Linked DNA regions of Pan troglodytes: region 1 is linked to region 2. The links are chromatin contacts, called in public HiChIP or PLAC-seq maps. All regions are on one chromosome and are shown on one strand. The core of a region is the stretch at or near the end of the contact, and the rest is flanking DNA. Distances in the headings are between cores, read along the strand shown. Region 1 holds the start of TMEM167A (transmembrane protein 167A). Region 2 holds the start of VCAN (versican).

The links. HiChIP or PLAC-seq counts read pairs in DNA pulled down with a chosen protein or histone mark.
Region 1: a contact with region 2 is called in an H3K4me3 HiChIP or PLAC-seq map of stem cell-derived excitatory neurons, with 13 times the contacts expected there. The contact joins the promoter of TMEM167A here to the promoter of VCAN in region 2. A contact is called at or near these places in 2 of 7 Hi-C or Micro-C datasets (induced pluripotent stem cells and stem cell-derived neural progenitor cells) and 1 of 1 datasets of contacts at active chromatin or transcription factors (stem cell-derived excitatory neurons).

What each region holds. Positions count from the first base shown.
Region 1 is chr4:32,972,285-32,977,889 of NHGRI_mPanTro3-v2.0_pri, forward strand. TMEM167A (transmembrane protein 167A) reads left to right here and starts at 3,913. Exons shown (of 4, transcript XM_063811121.1): 1 at 3,913-4,001. The coding sequence starts at 3,971.
Region 2 is chr4:32,578,440-32,583,807 of NHGRI_mPanTro3-v2.0_pri, forward strand. It overlaps VCAN (versican), which reads right to left and starts at 3,619. Exons shown (of 15, transcript XM_517667.9): 1 at 2,759-3,619.

The DNA of each region.
Region 1 (5,605 bases), core at 2,663-5,162, 390 kb after region 2:
AATTCAGATGAGAAAGAATGGGAAAGGTTTGGGAGGAAAGGAGTTCGGTCTGGGACATCTGAGTTCAAGATATCTTTTAAATATACCAATGAAGATGCAGAGGTAGAAAAAGAGGAATTGGAACATGGAGCATAGAAAACTCTTTAGAGGATTTTTGTTGCAGAGAAGAGCAAACAAATGGGGTTGAAAATGGAGAAAGGTTAAGAGAAACATTTCTTAAGGTAAAAGAAATAAGACATACATTAAATAGAAGTGTCTTTTTTGGTGAAACTTCTTTTTTTAAAAAATGTTAATGTGTATATTTGAGGTTTACAAGTTGACATTATAGGATACACACAGATAGTAAAATGGTTATTTTAGTCAAGGAGATTAACACCTATCATCTATCTTATTTTTTGTGCGTGACAAGGGCAGCTGAAAATCTACTTATTTAACAAAAATCCCTAACAGAATAAAACTGTATTAACTTTGGTCCTCAAGTACATTTCAGTCTGAATTGAAAAGCCATGTGGGAAGAGAATAAAAACAAGGGGGGAGAAAAAAAGGACAAACACTGGAACATGAAAAACCTCTACCTGAGGTTAGGGAGGCTAGCTGAGGATAAGAGGAAAAAAGCAGAACAATTGTCTTTCAATATATGTGAATAACAGTGAATGAAAAAAGGTAGGTAATGTAAAAGGTAATGTAAATCAACCCTATCATTAACACTAGCAACAAAGTAAAAAGAGAAAACGGGGAGAAAGTGGTCTGGTGATATAAATGCAATACCAACTTAATACTAAAACCTTTTATAGCAGTCCTCTCCTTATCCAAGGGTGTATATCCCAAGGCCCCGTGAGGAGGCTGAATCCAACTGCCTTCAATCTGAGCATGCTTCTGTTCACATTTTCTAACCACAAATTTAATTCCTTTTTTATCTTAACTAAGCTTTTATAATGCACTATGGCTATAAGTTTGGCAGTTTGAGGTGTGACAGTAAAACTAGCATAAATTTCTTTTTGCTTATTCACAATTTTACAGATAGATTTGTTCTTACCATAGATCTTAACAACATCAACATAGGATTTCTTTTCTTCCTTATTAAGTGGAGAACTTTCCTTTTTTTGCTTAAAAGAGGCACTTTACAGCTACTCTTTGGCATAACCAAATTGCCAGCGTCGTTACTCTTGTGCTTTGAAGCAATAATTAAGTAAAATAAGTATTCCTAGAACACACGCACTGTGATACCACCTCCATCAATCTGATAACCAAGCAACTAAAAGGCAGGAAGCTTATACAGCAGGGATACGCTAAACAAGGAGATGATTCATGGCCCCGGGCTGAATGGGATAGAACAGAATAAGATTTCATCACAACTCAGAAAGGCATGCTATTTAAAATGTATGCATTATTTCTGGAATTTTTTTTTTTTTTTTTTTGAGATGGAGTCTCGCTCCGTTGCCCACGCAGGAGTGCAGTGGCACAATCTCGGCTCACTGCAGCCTCCACCTCCTGGGTTCAATTGATTCTCCTGCCTCAGCCTCCTGACTAGCTGGGACTACAGGCACATGCCACCATGCCTGGCTAATTTTTGTATATTAGTAGAGATGGGGTTTCACCATGTTGGCCAGGCTGGTCTCAAACTCCTGACCTCAAGTGATCTGCCCGCCTTGGTCTCCCAAAGTGCTGGAATTACAGGCATGAGCCACCGCACCCGGCTGGAATTTTCTACTTAATATTTTCAGACTGTGGTTGATCATGGGTAACTGAAACTGCAGAAATCAAAACCTCAGATAAGGAGGGACTACTGTATTTAGTGCCTAATATATGCAATTCAACCATTCCTCCATTATAATTCCTCCTCTCCAGGGACTTTTAATTTAGCAAAGACAAAGCCATGCACAGTAATAGCCAACACTTTCTGAGTGCTTACTGTATGCCAAACATTTGCCTAGATGATTTACTTGTAATAACTCATGTAATCCTCATAACACTGAGGACACCTGTGCACTGGCGCCACAGAAAACTACAAATATCCACTATTTTTACATACGATTTTAATATACCCATGAAACCAAAGTTGGAAATATTCTTCCAGATGCAGGTGAGATAATACTTTTTGAACAGGCCAGACGTGGTGCGGTGGCCTACACCTGTAATCCCAGCACTTTGGGAGGCCGAGGCGGGAGGATCACTTGAGCCCAGGAGTTTGAGACCAGCCTAGGCAACATAGTGAGCCCTGTCTCTACAAAAAATAAAATAAAATTAGCCAAGTATGGTGGCATGCAACCATGGTCCCGGCTACTGGGGATACTGAGGGAGGAGGATAGATCGCTTCTGCCCTGGAGGTTGAGGCTGCAGTGAGTCATGATTGTGCCACTGCACTCCACCCTGGGCAACAGAGCAAGATCCTGTCTCAAAAATAAAAATAAATAATAATTTTTGAACAAAGGAATAACACAGACAGATTTTATTTCTAGTAAGGAAAGGATCCAAGATGGTTTTAAATGAGGATTCATTGCAAAGCTGCCAGAAAGATTTTAGAAATTGTGATATAATCTGAAAACCAAAAAGTAGGGGGTTTATGTAAGACAATGGAGCTAAACTACCACCTCCCAAAAAAAACTCACCACGTCAGATTAACTTTGATGTTTTACATAAATGCAATAAACATTATATAACAGACTCAAATATCAAGTTAGTTATAGTTTAAAACAAAACCTTTGTGTGCCCTAGTGAACAATGTAAACACAAATAGCAGAATCCCAAATCTTCTAATCATTGTGTTGCCCTAAATACAAAAGGGTCTCATAGGCCGAATACAGTTCATAAACCAAAATCTCACGTGAGTTACCTTCTCTCTTTCTCTCTATCCACCTTCTAAGTCAATAAAAAATTGAAAACATTCTGAAAAGAACTCTCTCCTGCCTGAGAAAAAATACATCACACATTTAGAACCAAAAGCTTGCCATAAGGGGGCAAAGAGTGAAAAACTCTCATTTCTAATACTTTATTAGAATTCCAAGAACTACGCAAATTCAAACATGTCAAAGCGCCTGTTTCTCCATCGATAAAATGCAGAAAGAAAAACGTGTGTGTGTAATAGAACCTCACCTAATGGGATAATTAAAATCAGAAAAAGCTAAGTACTACTACTGATTAAAAGTTGCTTGTCATTTGTCTTGCCAGTTGATCTCTTTAAAGTACCTAATCAATCGCTGCAGTCCGCAAACGGCAGTTCCTTCCCATTGGTTACCACAGAAAGTTCTTTCCTGACCTCAAATTGCCTAGTACGTTTCAGCCTCGATGCCTGGTTGGAACCCACAGTTTACCAATATCTGGGGATTGAAAGGACAGGCCAGTGCTGGGGAAATGCTCAAACAGCCTACTCAACACTACCCTCTGGATTCAACCGTCCTCCCAATCCCACAACCAACACAGAGCATTTCAAAAGTGCTTCGCATTCCCAAGAATACCTCAGATGCAAATGGAGAAACTGAAAAGGGGGTGAACAGGTCGCACCCTGAGGATAATGCCGAGAACCCTAGCATCCCCAAAAGCCCACAAGAGGAAGTCGCGGGAGCTCACAAATTGAGGGGGATTCTCGCATTGTGGAGTTCTAGGGGTAAGTAGCAGGGAACTTTTTTAAAAAGAAAGCAAAAAGATAAAAAGAACAGAACCTCAGATTTTTGTTATTTAAAGAGGCAGCCCCATTTCCGGATCCTACCTCTCCGTGACTCTACTTCCGGTATCTTCCAAAACGCCCGCTTTCACAGATCAAGGTTTTGCAACCAATGAGAGTATCAGCTACTTCCGCCGGCCTGCGGGACGTGATCTAAATCCCGCCTTTTCCGGTGGAGAGGAGCCTATCCTAGTGTCTTAATCGCCCGTCTTGGTAGGCGGTGCCGTGACAAGCCCAACCGGACGGCTGCAGAGGGCGAGAAGGGCAGACGGGACGTGCAGCCTCTTCCGCCTGAGCCCCGGAAGGGTGATGTGGCTGCGGCATCGCCGGCCTCGCTATGGTAAGAAGTGGGGCTCCCAGGTCGCGGTTGATCTTCGAGAAGGGGTTGTGGATCTAGACTAGGGCTGGAGTTTGTGCGGCAGCCCGGGGTGTGTGGGCCCGGAGCTGAGAGGCCTTGGAGCCATGTGGTCCCTCCACGGCCAACCAGAAAGAATCAGGACGGACTGTCCGAGGAAGACTGCTGGGTCGGGAGCCCGCCCCTCATGCAAAGTCCGCTTTCCTACTTTGTTTAGGAAAAAAAAATGCGTTGGTGTGTTTTAACACGTTGGCTACGTAGATTGTGTGTGGTCATTGACCCTTTGAAGCATTAGCGCTTCTCGAGTTTCCGCTTGTTTGGTTGCAACTCCTTATCTCGCCCTAGGGGCTTTACTCTGGTGTTATTGTTTGATTTTTGGGGGGAGTTTCTTTTGGCACCAAACTCCATACCTTCATTTTCATCTGTTTAGTCAGTAGCCTCTCAAGACCCTTCCACCTTATTCTCTTAACTTTGAAAATGCTGCTTTACAAGCTATAGGTTTTAATAGTTAAGAGTTCTCTGCAAAGGTGGATTGCCCTTCCAGGAGCTTAATGTACTTATTGGAGTGGTGTCTAGCCTCAGGCCTTCCTCCTCTTTTATCTCCAGGTCCATGTGCCAAATGTTGTGTATATTTCTGGACAAAGGATGCATGCCTGCGAATAGACCCAAAAACAACTATGACTCCAAAAAGCTTGAGTCTCCATGGTGGAAAATTATGAGCCTATGTTCACAGAAATTGCTGCAGAATCCCATATAGCAATAATTCATTTTCTTCTCTGGACGAATTTACCACCTGGTGGGAAGATGGCAGTTGAGACTAGGAAGACTGCCACTCTTAATTCTTTTACATCTTTCTAGAAACTGAAGTTGAATTCTTCTACTCGTAGTGCAAGTCAAAGATAACTCTTTTTATTATCTCACTGTCAGACTAGCTAAAAATAAGATGCATATACTGTGCTTAAGATCAACAGTATATAAACTATCTTGTCATGCTTGTTTTTCCAAAAGTAGCAAATAGCTTTCATTTATTATCACGTCCTATGTACCAGGCTCTTTTCAAAAAATCAGTTTATAAGCATGGAAATATCAAGTTCACAGCAACTTCTGAATAGATGTTTACAAGTGAAAGAAGTGAAACATGAGGAGACTGACTTGCCTCGGATCACACCTAGTAGATTGTAAAGCCAGTACTCAAACTTATTTTAATGTCCAGATGCCCAAAATCTTCATGCTGTTATCGATAGAAACACAACATAACTAAGGATGAAATAAGACTTAGTGATTTGTTTCTTATAAATATAAGTACATATATCAGACATAGGTGGAAAACGGAAACAACTGGCAGGTGGTTTTTTATTCCTGTGAGCTTGGGATGTCAAAAGTACATTGTTGGCAGAGCTACGAAGTGAGGTTTCAAGAGGGCTAACTTAGCAGCTTAAGAAATGGATTAGTGTCTCAGTATCTTTGAGTTCGCATCTAAACTTAGTTTATTTGTGAGGTAACCCAATGGTAATGACTTAATAAACCTGAATTACTGTATTTTAATGATTTTTTTTTTTTTTGAGATGGAGTCTCCCTCTGTTGCCCAG
Region 2 (5,368 bases), core at 2,369-4,868:
GCCCCGAATCCTGGGGGCGAGGCCACTCGGCTCTCTCGGCTAAGCTGGGCCCTGCCTTCCCCGCCCCGCCCCCCCCCCCCATTGGCCTCGGTGGGTGGGGGCCTCGGCTGCGCCGGCCGCCTGTGCGGCTGTACTGCAGTCTCCGAGCCCAGGAAGTCACACCCGTCTCGGCTGGGAGCCGAAGCGCCAACCCACGTGGCGGCTGGCTTACCCAGCCGCTGCGGGGAGCGCCCGTTGCGGGTCCTCCCTTGGCGCGAGGTGAGCGAGTGGGGGCGGGCCCCAGACCCAGCCCCTTTGGGCGGGGCTGGACCACCTCCGCTTGTCTAGTTCTTTCCCACCCTTCCATCCCGGCACGCCTCTGCAGTCACATTTGTTGCCGCTGGGAAAGGGAAAAGAGTATCCTAAAACGAGTCTCGAAATTCAGACCCAAACCCCGAAACGAACCCTTCCGGTCCGTTCCTGGCTGTTTGAATGCCATCTGCCCCATCTCCGTTCCTTTCTCCTTTTCCTCCCCTCCACGGTCCTCTTTCCTTCCACTTCCCTTCCTTCCCTTTCTTTTTTCCTCCCACTGCCCGCCTTCTCTCCACTTTCCCGTCCGACGCGCGCCCTGAAGTTGAGGAAGTTTAAGTTTTGGATTAGGAGCCCTTCTTTTGCAATATCCTGGGGCGGGGCCCTAGCGTTGGGTTCAAGTGGTCATGGGTTTTGAGAGCACGGTGTGTGTATTATCTTTCTTAAAGACGCCCAGGGTGGCGCGTCTAGACCTCCGAAACCTGGCTCCACCCCGGCCATGTGCGTTCGTCCACTAAGCGGCGAACTGGACCCAGGGCGCCGCGTGCGTTCCAGCCGACTCGCGAGAAGGCATCTCTGCACTTTGCACAGACCAAGACCTTTTTACAGGGTCCTCCAAACTCCTAGATGTACGCCGCAGATTGTGGAGTGCAAAATGAATGACTTAAGGGAAAACTAGGGCCTTCCATCCTTGAACACAAGGTTGTGAAAGATGCTCGCTTGGTCTGGGGGGCTTGTTTTTCTCCGCCCGTGCGGGACTTCTCCATCAGGGGGCGCCCACACCCGCCGCAAAACTCCCAATTCCTAGACATCTAGGTTCTGCAAGTCCTGTGAGCTGAACTGGGGGCAGATCCGAAGGAGCGCACCGCCTCCCTCGCTCCTCCCCCCCTGCTGCCTTGGAGGACGGGAAAGGCAGGGATTTCACACTAGCCATTCATTTGTCAGCTGTGGGGGAGGGGACGCAGAAGCTAGAGAGAGAGAACAGAGGCTGGGAAAGGGGAAGGGAGGCAGAGAAGATGGAGACAGAGGGAGACACAAAGATGAGGAACGCGACCCAGAGAGACTCTGCCGCGGGTGTGCCCGCGGCAGGACAACTCTCCAGGCGCCGTGTAGATTTCTCCCCCTTCCCACAGCATCTCCCAGGGACATGCAGGACTTGCCGAGACGCAGTTGGATTGGAGAGCAAATAGTTTAGGCTATGACACTATTTTTCTACCCCGCTCTCCTCTGCCTAACACCCAGACCGCTCCACGCCCAGTGACACAGACCGCGGGCCAGAACAACCCGGATGCCCTAGGTCTGCAAGCACTAGGGATGTCGCCCTACAGCGCCTACGCCTCTGCAGGACGGTGGGGCGCTCCAGCCGAGGACGTCCCCCGGGGCTCCCGGCACACGCGCGCGCCGCTGCCGCTAGACCTGCCAGTAAAGTTGCTCAACTAGAGCGGAGAACTAGGAGAGGGTGGGGAATATGTAAGGAAACGGAGGACTCCTGTAGTCTGGGCGAGAGGACTGACCCAGAGTCCCCTGATTCGGGTCCCCGAGCCACCTTTGTCTGCAGTGCGCTCTGGGTGCCGGTTTGCTTGTTGAGATGGGAGCGACAGACCCTATTTCACTCTTCAGGGTGAGAAAAATTGTTGCACATCCCTGCCGATTCAGAACAGGCTTTTCCCGCCCAGGGGCCTCCCAGACCTCCGCGGGGCTCCAACAACCCCACCCCCCATCCTCTGCTCCTTCCCTGCTGGCCCCTTCGCACCGCGTGCAGGACAAAAGAACCCAGGGGCGCCGGGAGAGAACCGTGACAGTCCCCAAGTCGTCAAAGAGACACGGCGGGGATCCTGCACCTCCCCCGGCCGGACCTCCTCCCAGACTGCCTGCGGTCTGAAGGGGTCAGGTCCGCGCAAGGTCCCAGGCTGCTTGGGCGCCGGGTCGCACTGTCAGGAGCTGCCCGGGAGTGGCTTTCCAGGAACACCAGGCACTGACCACACACCAGGGGCTGGGAAACCAGGTGGCCTGCACCAAGGCGGCTTCGGGGACTTGTCTGTGGCAAGTCTTGGTAGTCCCCATTCAAACTTTTGCTTCGAGCGTGTTAAGAACAACAACAAAAAAATCAAAGTGCCAAAGGTCCCTCTCTTCTCTCCAGCTCAAGAACCAACCACTTTTCTATGATTTCTTTACAATTTATTCCCTCCCTTCCCCCAATTCCGTTAGTCATTTTACCCCCACCCCACCCTGGGTTTCTTTTGTCTGAATCTTTTTCAACACCAAGGTCCCTCTGTATGCCTCTCCCCAAAAGCCCTTTTGAAAGTTACCTGCATTTTTTAAGTGCCTACATTTTCTTAACTTCGCCTTACAGCTCTTTGCCTTAATTAAAGCCTTCTACCAATTGCTTCTTTTTTCTAAGCTCGCGGGTTTTTTTCTATAAGTTTTTTGTTTTTGTTTTTTAAGGGGGGAACAAAAGAAACGTGATTACCTTGGAAGGCGGCTTATTGCAGTTTGGGGGGAAAATTCACTGCAGCGCTGCGCGACTGGGTTCGGCGTTGCCCAGGCGGGTCACATAGGAAGCGTGGTGGCCCGGGGAAGGATGCAGAGGGTGCGGGACGGTGCTGGAAGATGCGGGAGGATGCGGGGCTGGCCGAAGATCTTGGTCCCAGCTCCTGTCCACAACACCTAATGTTCTCGGCTGTTGCGTCCGCACGCCTGGAGTTCTTCCCCAGAAAGGCTCGGGGCAGCTCGCCTGCAAGTTCAAATGCGGGTTGTGACACCCATCATCATTATATCACTGTACCGTCAGAGCCGAGGAGGAGACTCAGCGAGAAGAAGGAGGAGGGAGAGGAGGAGGGTTCATTCACAGGCTCCAAAAGCGCTCCGCAGCTTCAGCCACTCCTAAGAGTCCAGGCTTGGAAAGCAGGCGGAGGGGCGGAAAGGCAGCTCCCCGCGCCTGCGGTAGGGACCGCCTGCCTCCCTCCCCAGGCACTCCCACCTCTTGGCGTTTCTTCCTGACAAGAAGTACCAATCGGCTTGGGGACAGCAGCGCTCCCCATTCAGGGACTCACTCAGTAACATCGCTCTGCTCGCGGAAACCACTGCCCTCCCACTCCTTCCCCACCCCCACTTCCCCGCCCCCCGTGCAGCTAGTTCTGGGTTAGGGGAAAGGAGCCCCCAGGCTCTTAGGGGGCAGGCCAGCAATAGACAATTGAGTACGATCACTTCTTCTCGGGAGCACACAAAACTGTAAAATCAGCAAAGAACTTGGTTACAGCGTGTTTACGCGCCCACAGAGCTTGCCTGTCCCATCAAAGGGAAGTGTCAGGCTCAAGGCTCCTGCCAACCTGAAAGAGACACTGAGAAAACGAGATCCTTCAGGGACCTAGAGGGAAAGTGTAAGAATTCCCCACTGCACTCCCAGGGAACTGCCCAATGGGGAGCCCGGCGTCAAAAGACCCTGGTAATAAAAGGCTGGACAGGAAATTCCCCCAGGCAAATCCCTTGTCGGATTCAAAGAGAATACTTTTCCTCTGCCACAAATCTCTCCCCACGTAAGTCTAGATTCTGCTTTCTTCGTTCTTCCTTTCCTTCAGTCTTTCCAAGTATCTCTGAGTAGAATATTTGATAATTTTCCTGAGTAACAGGGACTTCTTGGAAGTATCAATCGCCTTTCATGCTTTCCGGAAATAAGACTATAATCTTTCATGCGTATATGCGATTTTTTTTCTTCAGTCAGGCCCACCCCACTGTGTAAACAGCATCAACACATGGAAGAGTCCCCTGCATTGTGTTACAAAAGATTTCCAATAGGACCTTACAGAGCAAAGGGTCAAACAGTTGACACAAAGGATTTCTGTCCCCTTAGAAAAGAGGGACTTTGGATTTTCCTTTTCTTTGAAGTCAAGTATGAGTTTATACAATAGGAACAAAATAAATCCAAGGTGCACATCAGTATAACACTAGGGATACTAGAATGGATGGCAAACTTTTCCTTCTACACAAATATGAAAGTATCCTCACAACTCTTCTCTCTGAAGCCTCTACTTAGAAAATTATATTAAACATAGGACCTCAAAACAGTAGTGATTAAAGATGAAAGCCAATTTTTCCTCTCAACTTCTTTGATTAGTTTGGTTTAAACTTATGCTTTAAAACTTTTAGTAACTTAGACTCCTATACATGTGCATTTATAAGATTTCTTTTATATTTTGTAATTTGTAGGCATTCAGCATGGTCATTGATTTTAAGTGATAAACAGGTAGAAGACTTGTCAGGATAATTTCAGTTCTCACCATGTGCATCTTTCATTTCTTTTGTTATTTATCAGCCCTCTGCAGTAATATAACTGTCAGTTACATCATTTGGAAATCAATGTGTTTTTGCAGTGAATTATTTATTCTTAGTAAATTTATTGTACTACCATTCCAAACATTGAAATTTGATTTCATCAGATGTTTAGAATGATAGTCACAGAGCAGAATCAGACTTCAACCTTCATGTATAACATGTAAACAAACTAAGGTGCAGAAAGTTACTGTCCCAAAGTCACACAATTAATAGTCCAGTGGTCTTTTCAGTGCTAATCATAGCAACTTTAGATTCAAGATTGCTTGATTCAGGAATGGAGAGAAATAAAATAAAATGAATGTTCATTGAAATATATACTCCAGACATTAAGGTAGACCTTTCTGTGAAACACTTCAAGATGTGGATTTGTATTCTCATTCTTAAATTTGAGTAAATCTAGTTGAGTTTCAAAGAGTTCAAGTAACCTGCCCAAGGCCATTTTGTAAGTGACAGATCTGCCAGTCTGAAAAGCTTATTATCTTTTACCCTTTTGTCCCTTTATGATACAGTTAAGTAAAACCTTTCAACAAAGGAGAACTAGAGCAGAAACAAGCAACTAATAGCAGATTAATGCCCATTTTTAGGGAAATGTTAATAGTTAACATTCACTATAAATAATGCCATCTGTATATAATGGAACATGATTGAAAGTGATGGGTTAGATACTTTTTACATTCTGAGATGTTTTCATTTATGTTGCCAAATTTGATTCTCTAATCCTCCAAAATTTTTAGTGTCTTTTAATGCC